2 separate regions of the Mus musculus genome follow, and region 1 is linked to region 2. Evidence: chromatin contacts called from public Hi-C data. All regions are on one chromosome and are shown on one strand. The core of a region is the stretch at or near the end of the contact, and the rest is flanking DNA. Distances in the headings are between cores, read along the strand shown.

What was found. Hi-C and Micro-C count contacts between places; a contact is called where the count stands out from the background.
Region 1: a contact with region 2 is called in a Hi-C map of bone marrow-derived macrophages, with 11 read pairs. The contact joins two enhancer-like sites. A contact is called at or near these places in 7 of 39 promoter capture datasets (the 3T3-L1 cell line, the C10 cell line, the HPC-7 cell line and 4 more), 1 of 484 Hi-C or Micro-C datasets (bone marrow-derived macrophages) and 1 of 115 datasets of contacts at active chromatin or transcription factors (CD8 T cells).

What each region holds. Positions count from the first base shown.
Region 1 is chr19:32,777,008-32,781,608 of GRCm38.p6, reverse strand. The region is part of intron 2 of Pten (phosphatase and tensin homolog); the gene reads right to left. Among named protein-coding and RNA genes, the nearest start is that of Pten, 22 kb to the right of the region's middle. Within about 2 kb of position 2,313, at least 19 of the 459 cell types and tissues checked have an H3K27ac peak or open chromatin away from gene starts, as enhancers often do. A contact at or near this core is called in bone marrow-derived macrophages, where this site is marked.
Region 2 is chr19:33,158,226-33,162,649 of GRCm38.p6, reverse strand. It overlaps the pseudogene Rnls. Among named protein-coding and RNA genes, the nearest start is that of Mir3970, 3.3 kb to the right of the region's middle. Within about 2 kb of position 2,544, at least 13 of the 459 cell types and tissues checked have an H3K27ac peak or open chromatin away from gene starts, as enhancers often do. A contact at or near this core is called in bone marrow-derived macrophages, where this site is marked.

The DNA.
Region 1 (4,601 bases), core at 1,064-3,563, 380 kb after region 2:
ATGACACACACACATCCCTCAACAAGACCACACCTCCTAATAGTGCCATTCCTTGGGCCAGGCACATTTCCAGCAATGGAAACCTCACTAAGAAACAGTCCTTAATGGAGAAATGGTAACAATTTAATGCCAGAGAGCATTACACAACCATACTTGATCCATCACACAGGAATGTTGAATTCAGTTTTGACAGCTCTTTCAGCTTTTAAAAATAAGCTAGAAATACAGGGTTTTGCACGAGGCTTCATGATTTTTAAGTATAGTCTCGATTTGTCCAAGTGTTTCTAGATTTTGTCCTTTGATGTACAGAAAAAAGATATTAAGGGAAGCAGCTTTAAGTAATGCCCAGTGGTGAAGTACCTAGTAATGACTGAGTTCAAACTCCAGACTGCATCCCTCCCCTGGTTAAAAAACTTTTTAAAAATTGAATTTTTGCTGGCCAGATCACCATAAGATTATACACAGAGCACTCTGAGAATATGGAACCAGGAGGACCTTGAGTTCAAGACTGGCCTTAGCTACACAGTGAGACCTTGCCTTAAATACAGTAACAAACAAAAAAGAAAAAAAATCAACTTTGGAATCTCACAGACACGGACTCAACTTCCAGCTTCTTGCTACTTCTAAGCTGTGGCAACTGAAGATTCTAATTTCTTTTAAGGCACTTATAAAAGTGAAATAGGGATTAGATTCCGTCTACAAACTTAGTAAGATGGTATATGCAAGCTCGTTATACAATAGTTAACAGATATAAATAGTAAATAAATAAATGTACAGAAAACAGTATCCGCTATTAAATAGCAAAGCTAGTTTGTGCCCATAACATTATTATTGTCCAACACACTAAATCTCCCCATGTGCAGGAAAGACAGCCAGCAGAAGGGAAGGGCAGCCAGGAGCTTTCAGGAGTGATAAAAAGGTTCTGGAATTTGGTATCGGTGGTGACTGCATTACCTCTGGCTATACTGTGAAAATATTAAATGTCACTCAAATTACAGTTTAAAACAGTGACTATTATGTTAACTCACTAATTTTTTTAAAATGGAAAAGAGGAAGGCAAAATGAGGAAAGGGGCAAAAAAATGTTAGAATGGAAAAACAGAAGTAATCTTTCCTGTTTATTATTATTATTATTAATTATTTCCTTTTTTTTTTTTTTGTTTTCCAAGACAGGGTTTTTCTGTGTAGCCCTGGCTGTCCTGGAACTCACTCTGTAGACCAGGCCAGCCTTGAACTCAGAAATCCGCCTGCCTCTGCCTCCCAAGTGCTGGGATTAAAGGCGTGCACCACCACCGCTCAACATTTTTTTTTCTTGATTTTCAATGAGAAAGAACTATTTGTTATTCTAGCATCATTATTGACTATCAATTAAAAATAAGACTTGAAAACATTATTCAGAGGGCCATTAAGTAATGAATAGGGCTGTGCAGAGTTGGTGCACGCCTTTAATCCCAGCACTTGGGAGGCAGAGGCAGGCGGATTTCTGAGTTCAAGGCCGGCCTGGTCTACAGAGTGAGTTCCAGTACAAACAAAGCTACACAGAGAAACCCTGTCTCAAAAAAACCAAAAAAAAAAAAAAAAAAAAAAAAAAGAATTGAACATTTGCAAAGTTTCTTCAGAAAGAAAATATATATGCCAGCAGTCAAGAAACAATAAGACTCTTGAACCTGTAACAGGTTATACATGGGTTTACAAAACAGTAATAGCTTTTTGTTAAATCATTATGTCACAAGACTGAGCTCTAATCATTTCCTTATAAAAGCTATAGACAAACTGGGCTTGATGGACACCCATAGGCAGGAGTGTAAAAATCATGAATTAGAAACCAGCATGGACTATACATAAGTCAGCCTGGGTCATATAGCATGCCTCCACCTCAAAACATATCAAACTTAGAACAATTCTGTACACATAACTTTTTCATTTTCAACATTTTCCAAATTGAGCTCCATGAAACACTGTCTAGGAAGATGAGAGTTAGCAAATTATAAAAGGAAACCAAGAGAAAACATAAAGGTGGGGAAAGGTCTACCTGGTGGCACTGTACTAAACATTTTGTGTAAAAAGTAGTTTGCCTCTGTTACATCTACATTTTCCTGAGTCATTGGGCAGAAGAGATTACAAGACAAGCTCCTTAGACACACTATGCCCCAGTCTGTTCACGACTGCTTAGATTTAAAGCCACAGAGCTTTCCCACCAGCCTAAAGGACACTGGAAAAGCACAAATCAAGCCAAGTGCTGGTGGTGCATCACCCCCTCTTCATTGCAAAAAATGAGGAAAAAAAAAAAGAAGGAAGCAGTTAAGAGGAACGACAACAACTACTGTGGGAGCCTCCGCAGTCCCTCCTGCCCTGCCTGCCCTGTCAGCTCACTCCTTAGATTAAAAAAAGCAAATCATCTGTAATTAGAAAGCAAATTCCAAGCCCAGTGTTCCTCCATTTCCATTTTTTACATGAATCCCAGATCTCAAATGAAGAAGCTAAATATTTTTCTCAAATTTTGTAGATCTCAGCTATGAAATTTTACTTATCATAGCACACTATATCTTCCAAACCTTTCTGCATAGGACAATTTAAGCATGAAAATATTTGCAATTTAAGTTTACCTCACTCCAGGTAACGCTATAGTACAATAGCAAAGATTTAAGTTTTATATATTTCTTGTTTGGGGGAAATATAAGAAAAATATGGAATTAGATAAAAGAAAAATAGTTTAAAATATCTTTTGGATACCCTACTAGACAAAGCAAAGAAAAATTAACTGCAAAAAAAAAGTTTATTAATAAGAAAGCAAACATGTTATAGTTTCAATCTGAAATCCTCCTCCCAGCCCGGTTGTGGAGCCTTTGGAAGTGAAATCTGGCTGACAGAAATCAGTCAGTCAGGGCAAATTATCTGCAGGTTTCTCTGGTTCCTGCTTCCTTTCACAGCCATGAGGAGTTACTGCCTCCACTCCTTCCACCATGAACTCTGCCCCAAACTCAGGAAGCCATGGATGGAGGGATGGAGGGCCTCTGCCCTCCCTCCTCACCCTCCACAGCCAGAAAGCCTTCTCAAACAATGAGGCAAACGAACCCCCTCTTACATCACCTGCTTCTTCTGGGCTATCTGGTGATATGAAAACAAAAATACTTGTACTGAGATGTTATCAACTTTAAAGCAAAAGGAAGCACTCACTATTGATTAAAACTAACATCACCAATATAGTGTGAACAAACTGAAGTAATCAGTTATTTAGATATTAGACACAAGTGTTCTTTGGAGAAGGCAATCCTAAAAGGCATTGTAATTCATTATTTGTAGGGGCTAATGTAATGGTGTTGGCTTTGATCCCAGTCCTCCGAGGCGGAGACAGAGAGGCAAATGCCTATGAGTTCAAAACAAGACAGTTCTACATAAGGACTTCCAGGCTAGCCAAGGCTACTTACTTAATTCAGACCCTATCTCAAAAAAAAAAAAAAAAAAAGCAAACAAACAAACAAATCACAAAAAAGTTATTTTTAGTCACTTTAGTTTGTAGGAAAAGGCCTATCTTCCTTTCTAGTCACTATTCATACTTTACTATAAAAGTGGGTGGGGAACTGATAAACAGAAGTTATCCAGGCCTTAATGGTCATTTATCTTAACAAACAAACAACAAAAACCAAACACAGAACAGTTTTATAAAAACATTAAAGTAAGAAGCTAAAAGAACAAGCTAAATAATACAGATAGATTTCTTTAAAAGAGAGAGAACACCTAAGGCTAAATAAAAAAACTAGATAGATAAAGCTAGATAGAATTAATTTCCGTCTTAGTTACTAATTATAAAAATGAATGTGCAATTCTCTTAATTTGCAAGCAAAAGTATAGGAATCATGAAACCAGAAGACTCAGGACCAAACTAATTTTTCAACACAACATATTTTTGGCTAAGTTACTGTAGTATAAGGTCTAATAACCAGGGGTAAAGGTCTAGAAACTGGAATTGTAACCTTAAAGATAATCTAATCACCCTCACTTACTAATTCATACTTAAGAGAAATCAATATAAAATTAGCATGCCAGATTAGTCAAAAGAACATTACATGGCCAGAAAAGATCCCCTCCACTTAAAGAAAGAACTTGCTCCCCTTTTCAATACAGCTGAATTTGGTTTGGTTAAATTGGTCCTTGGCTGAATATAAAATTGATGTGAAATAGTGTATCTTATGAGGCATAACATGAAAGACATAAACAATTCTGCATCAAAGCAGAAAATAATTATCTGGCCAAACTGCCACTTAACCATACTCTGCAACTTTCAATGAAAAAATTTCCTCTCTTACTTTTTTTCTGTGGCGTATTTCATTTTCTCTGCATCATCACTGTGTTCCTATCGAGCTGTGTTCCTGTGGGCCTGCCATGCTAAGTATCCTTCCACTGTGTTCTACCTAATTATAAGAAGGCAAATGTATTTCCCTATTGTTAAAGGCTTTTAAACAGTTACCTCTAACAGGATAACCTAAGGTTTAATGGAAACTACAAAGCAGTAAGGGGTTTGGTGTTAGTTTTGGTAGACTTTTATAGATGGTGAAATTTAAACCTGAACAAAACATAAACAATATTATAATAAATTATCCA
Region 2 (4,424 bases), core at 1,295-3,794:
TCAACATCCTTAATCATCAAGGAAATGCAAATCAAAACAACCCTGAGATTCCACCTCACACCAGTCAGAATGGCTAAGATCAAATTTTCAGGTGACAGCAGATGCTGGCTAGGATGTGGAGAAAGAGGAATACTCCTCCATTGCTGGTAGGATTGCAAGCTGGTACAACCACTCTGGAAATCAGTCTGGCAGTTCCTCAGAATATTGGACATAGTACTACCAGAGGATCCAGCAATACCTCTCCTGGGCATATACCCAGAAGATGTTCCAACTAGTAATAAGGACACATGCTCCACTATGTTCATAGCAGCCTTATTTATAATAGCCAGAAGCTGGAAAGAACCCAGATGTCTCTCAACAGAGGAATGGATACAGAAAATGTGGTACATTTACACAATGGAGTACTACTCAGCAATTAAAAAAATAATTTATGAAATTCTTAGGTAAATAGATGTATCTGGAGAATATCATCTTCAGTGAGGTAATTTCTTCTTTTTAGTAAGTTAAGATGCAAGGTGGTGTCATCTTTAAGGACTGTTTTTTTTTTTTTTTTTTTTTTTTTGGTTTGGTTTGGTTTGGTTTTTTCCCTTCAGAGTAGTGAGTTGCCTAGACAAGCCACATCCACTTTTCAAATAGACTGGGCCTTTCTTTATATCAGCTTTTCATGTCTAGAACAAGATTCCACACAGAATCAACTTACAAGGAGAAAAGATTATCTTTTACAGCTGTTGAGAGTCCGGTGCAAGACAGATTAGTTTTACTGTTTTAGATTCAGGGTGAGCATCATGTCCTGGCAAGAGCATGTGTCAGAACAAACCACTTAATCCCAGAGAGTACAGAGGAAGGGGGGTGTGCTGGGGACTCAAAGTCCTCTCCAACAGCACATCTCTGGTCACCTCATAACCTAATATCTTAAAGTGTCTGCCACCTCCGAGCAAGACCATTCTGAGGCTCAATCCTTTTAACACATGGCTCTTTGGAGGACATTTAAGATCCAATCTATTACATGTTCCAAGCATGTCACATATTCACGTTATCATCTGTTGGATTGAATCTCTGAAATTAGACATTTCATTTGATACTTTAAAAAAGCCATTTGATCATTTTAATGAAGTAGATTGAGAACTTTATAATTTTAATAATTTTTAAATAAAATCTATAGCTTTGTTTAAGGTTACTCATAAGCTAGTTCTGAAAGCAATTTAAATCTATCACCCCTGAAAGACACTGGCTAGCTCACATCACAGCTGTAAATATGTAGCTTTCTAGCATAAGTGCTTTAAACTATAAATGTTAATTTTATTTATCATACTACATGTTTACTACATGTTTATCTCCATAATAAAATCACATTCTCTTCATTATCTTATCACGTGTATTGTGGCTTTTCTTCTTCACTTGTGCTTTATGATTTCTACATTTATAATAATGTGTTACAGTTATGGTCTTAAAACTCTGAAGTCAGAATGACATTGGTCAAAGAGATTGCAACTTTTAGCATCAGCGTCTTCATTGAGGCAAAACAATAGGAAAACTTACCCCATAGAGTTATGAAAAATGAACACTGAGAAATCCATGAAACACGCAGTGCAGACACTGCACAAAGCAACTTCTCCATCATCACTGACCATGGTGGTAAGGACAGGAAGAGGTGCCACAGAGGGCTATAGAGCTGTAGCCACTGCCAGTGCTTCTTCATTACCTCTCAGCAAACCCCTCTTCCTTTCATTTATTTAATTCTCTTCTCTTTTGAGAATTTCTCTCTTCTCGTTTCATATATATAAGTAGTTCCAAACTGGGATGTTTCAGAACTGATTTGGTGTCAGGGGCTTTGACACTTAACCAGGGCCTATGTACTGACTTGTTTTGTGTGTCAACTTGACACAAGCTGGAGTTATCACAGAGAAAGGAGCCTTCCTTAAGGAAATGCCTCCATGAGATCCAGCTCTAAGGTATTTTCTCAATTAGTGATCAAGGGTGGGAGAGGGTCCACTGTGGATCGTGCCATCCCTGGAATGGCAGTCTTGGGTTCTATAAGAAAGCAAGCTAAGAAATCCAGGGGAAGCAAGCCAGTAAGTAACATCCCTCCATGGCCTCTGCATCAGTTCCTGCTTCCTGACCTGCTTGAGTTCCAGTCCTGACTTCCTTTGGTGATGAACAGCAGTATGGAAGTGTAAGCTGAATAAACCCTTTCCTCTCCAACTTGCTTCTTGGTCATGATGTTTGTATAGGAATAGAAACCCTGACTAAGACACCTACAAGGAACTGTTGAACAGCATCAGAATAGGACATGTGACAGCAGTAGACCTCTGTCTTAGTCACCTTGTCACTTTTTAAGCTTGAAACTTCCCCTGATTTTTGCTACTCTCCGAAACTAGCCTGTACACTTTTTGGTGTTTGATTATTTAACATGTCTGTGCCCTGAACCAACATTGCCTGGCATAAAATTATGGGTACAAACCACTCTTGCTTATACATCATCTGTTCATAGAATTTTTTGCATACTAGACGATATCAACTAGGGCATGAGTCAATCTAGCAACAACAGGAAGGCTGGCAAGTGTCATTTTCAAACATTCCACTGAGTCATCTTCCATGTAGCTGGCCACTCACTTCAGTTCCTTTGATGAAGCATGTTAAAATATCATTCTGAGAAATCTCATCCTTAATTTAGGAATGTACAGTCACAGTTTAATTTAACTTTATACAGTTAAATATCTCCTCTTTTCACAAAATTCCATAATATATGAACTATTAAATGTTTGAACACATGTACATTTAATGAAGTCATTTTTTTCTCCAACACTGCTGGGACTCACCCTGCCCTTAGCCATTATCACACTTACTCAAAATTACTAAATTACTTTAAATGGTAATACTTCATAGGAAATGTTTAAATGTCTAATGAGAACAAAAGTCATATATTACATGTATGCATATTAATCTGAACCCAGAATTAATACTGGATGGTAGGTGCTGTTACATGGGTATGGACACACTAGAAGTAGGTCCTATTCCAGCAATATTTCTTGAAAATGATGTCTATGTGATCTATTTAGACTAAATATCAGTGTTATGCTATACAACTAACAAGTTCAGTTAATAACATCTAATTATACTACATTGAAAATTGGTAATATAAATCCATGTTTTCATTCAACATCTGTTGAGGTCTAACTGTGTGTTAGTCACTGTAATGGATTCTGAGGCACTGTCATCCTTCAGCAAGTTTCCATATAGTCAATCAGAAAGAATAACCACTCTGCATAGAGTCACATTGAAGTACAGTATGACACAAAAGATATGCAAAGTGCTATTTGAAAATACAGAGACAACTTGCAGAAGAAACCATAAGAAACAGCTTCTTAAAACAGAATTTTAGCGGAATATTGCAAGATGTTGAACTTAGACAGGAAAAGGCCATGAGAGTAGCAGTGTTCCAACAACTGCACAAACTTTTCCAGAGTTAAGCGTGCACTTGAGGAACAGTCAGTAATTCTGTTTCACAGAAAAGTAGGATGTTGCTAGAGTATGGGACAAGATCACAGGAACTATTCTGTCCCTGTCCCTGGAGAGGGCTACTGCTATGCCCTCTGACCTACTGCCACAGTCAGAAGACTACAACAGAGGCTCCATTTCAGTTCTCCAGTTCCTTACTCCACCCTTCCCTTGCTGTCATCTGTGGCTGGACTTCTTTGTATCATGATAGTCTAATGCTTATTCTCTCTCTTTTCTTCCTCCCTCCTCCCTCCCTGCTTCCACCCTCCATTTCTTTTCCCCTCCCTTCCCCATTTTTAGTCCCTTACTTGGTGTAAGTCACAGAGATCTATTTATAACTGACCCCCTCCTTTCTGGCTCTAAGAGACCTTAGATTCTCATCCATTGCAAAGGTGAGTTAAGGATTGCAAAACTCCAGGACAATTATGGTTCTAGGAAGCAAACTTAGAATTCAAACACACCCTACATAAAAGCTAGTCCTTTTCGAGCCTGTCTAACTGCTGGTGGTTTTTGAGTTCTAGCTTTTCCCCAATGGTGACAAATTGTCATCGAATTCTTTCTTCCTTGATGTCAGCTAGAGTAGTCATGGTTAGCATTTGTACTCTGATCTTAGACATTCCTCATGGACTGTTCCCATCTGATGCTCACATCAGTCCTGATATCCAGAAGGAAATACTGTCTCTGCTTTAAATGAGGATGTTCTGGTTTCTGATGCAAACTGTGCCTCTAGTGACATAACTACTAAACAGTGAAACAGAAACTGGTACACTTCACTTTAGACTCAGAGCCCGTGTTATATCCCCTCATGGGTGAGCTGGAAGTGGACCAGAAACATAAATGGACAGCCTTAAGCTATAAAATTTCTAACTGAAAACATAGGAGAAGATTAGTATGACCTTGGGTTTCATGAGCATTTTTAGATAGAA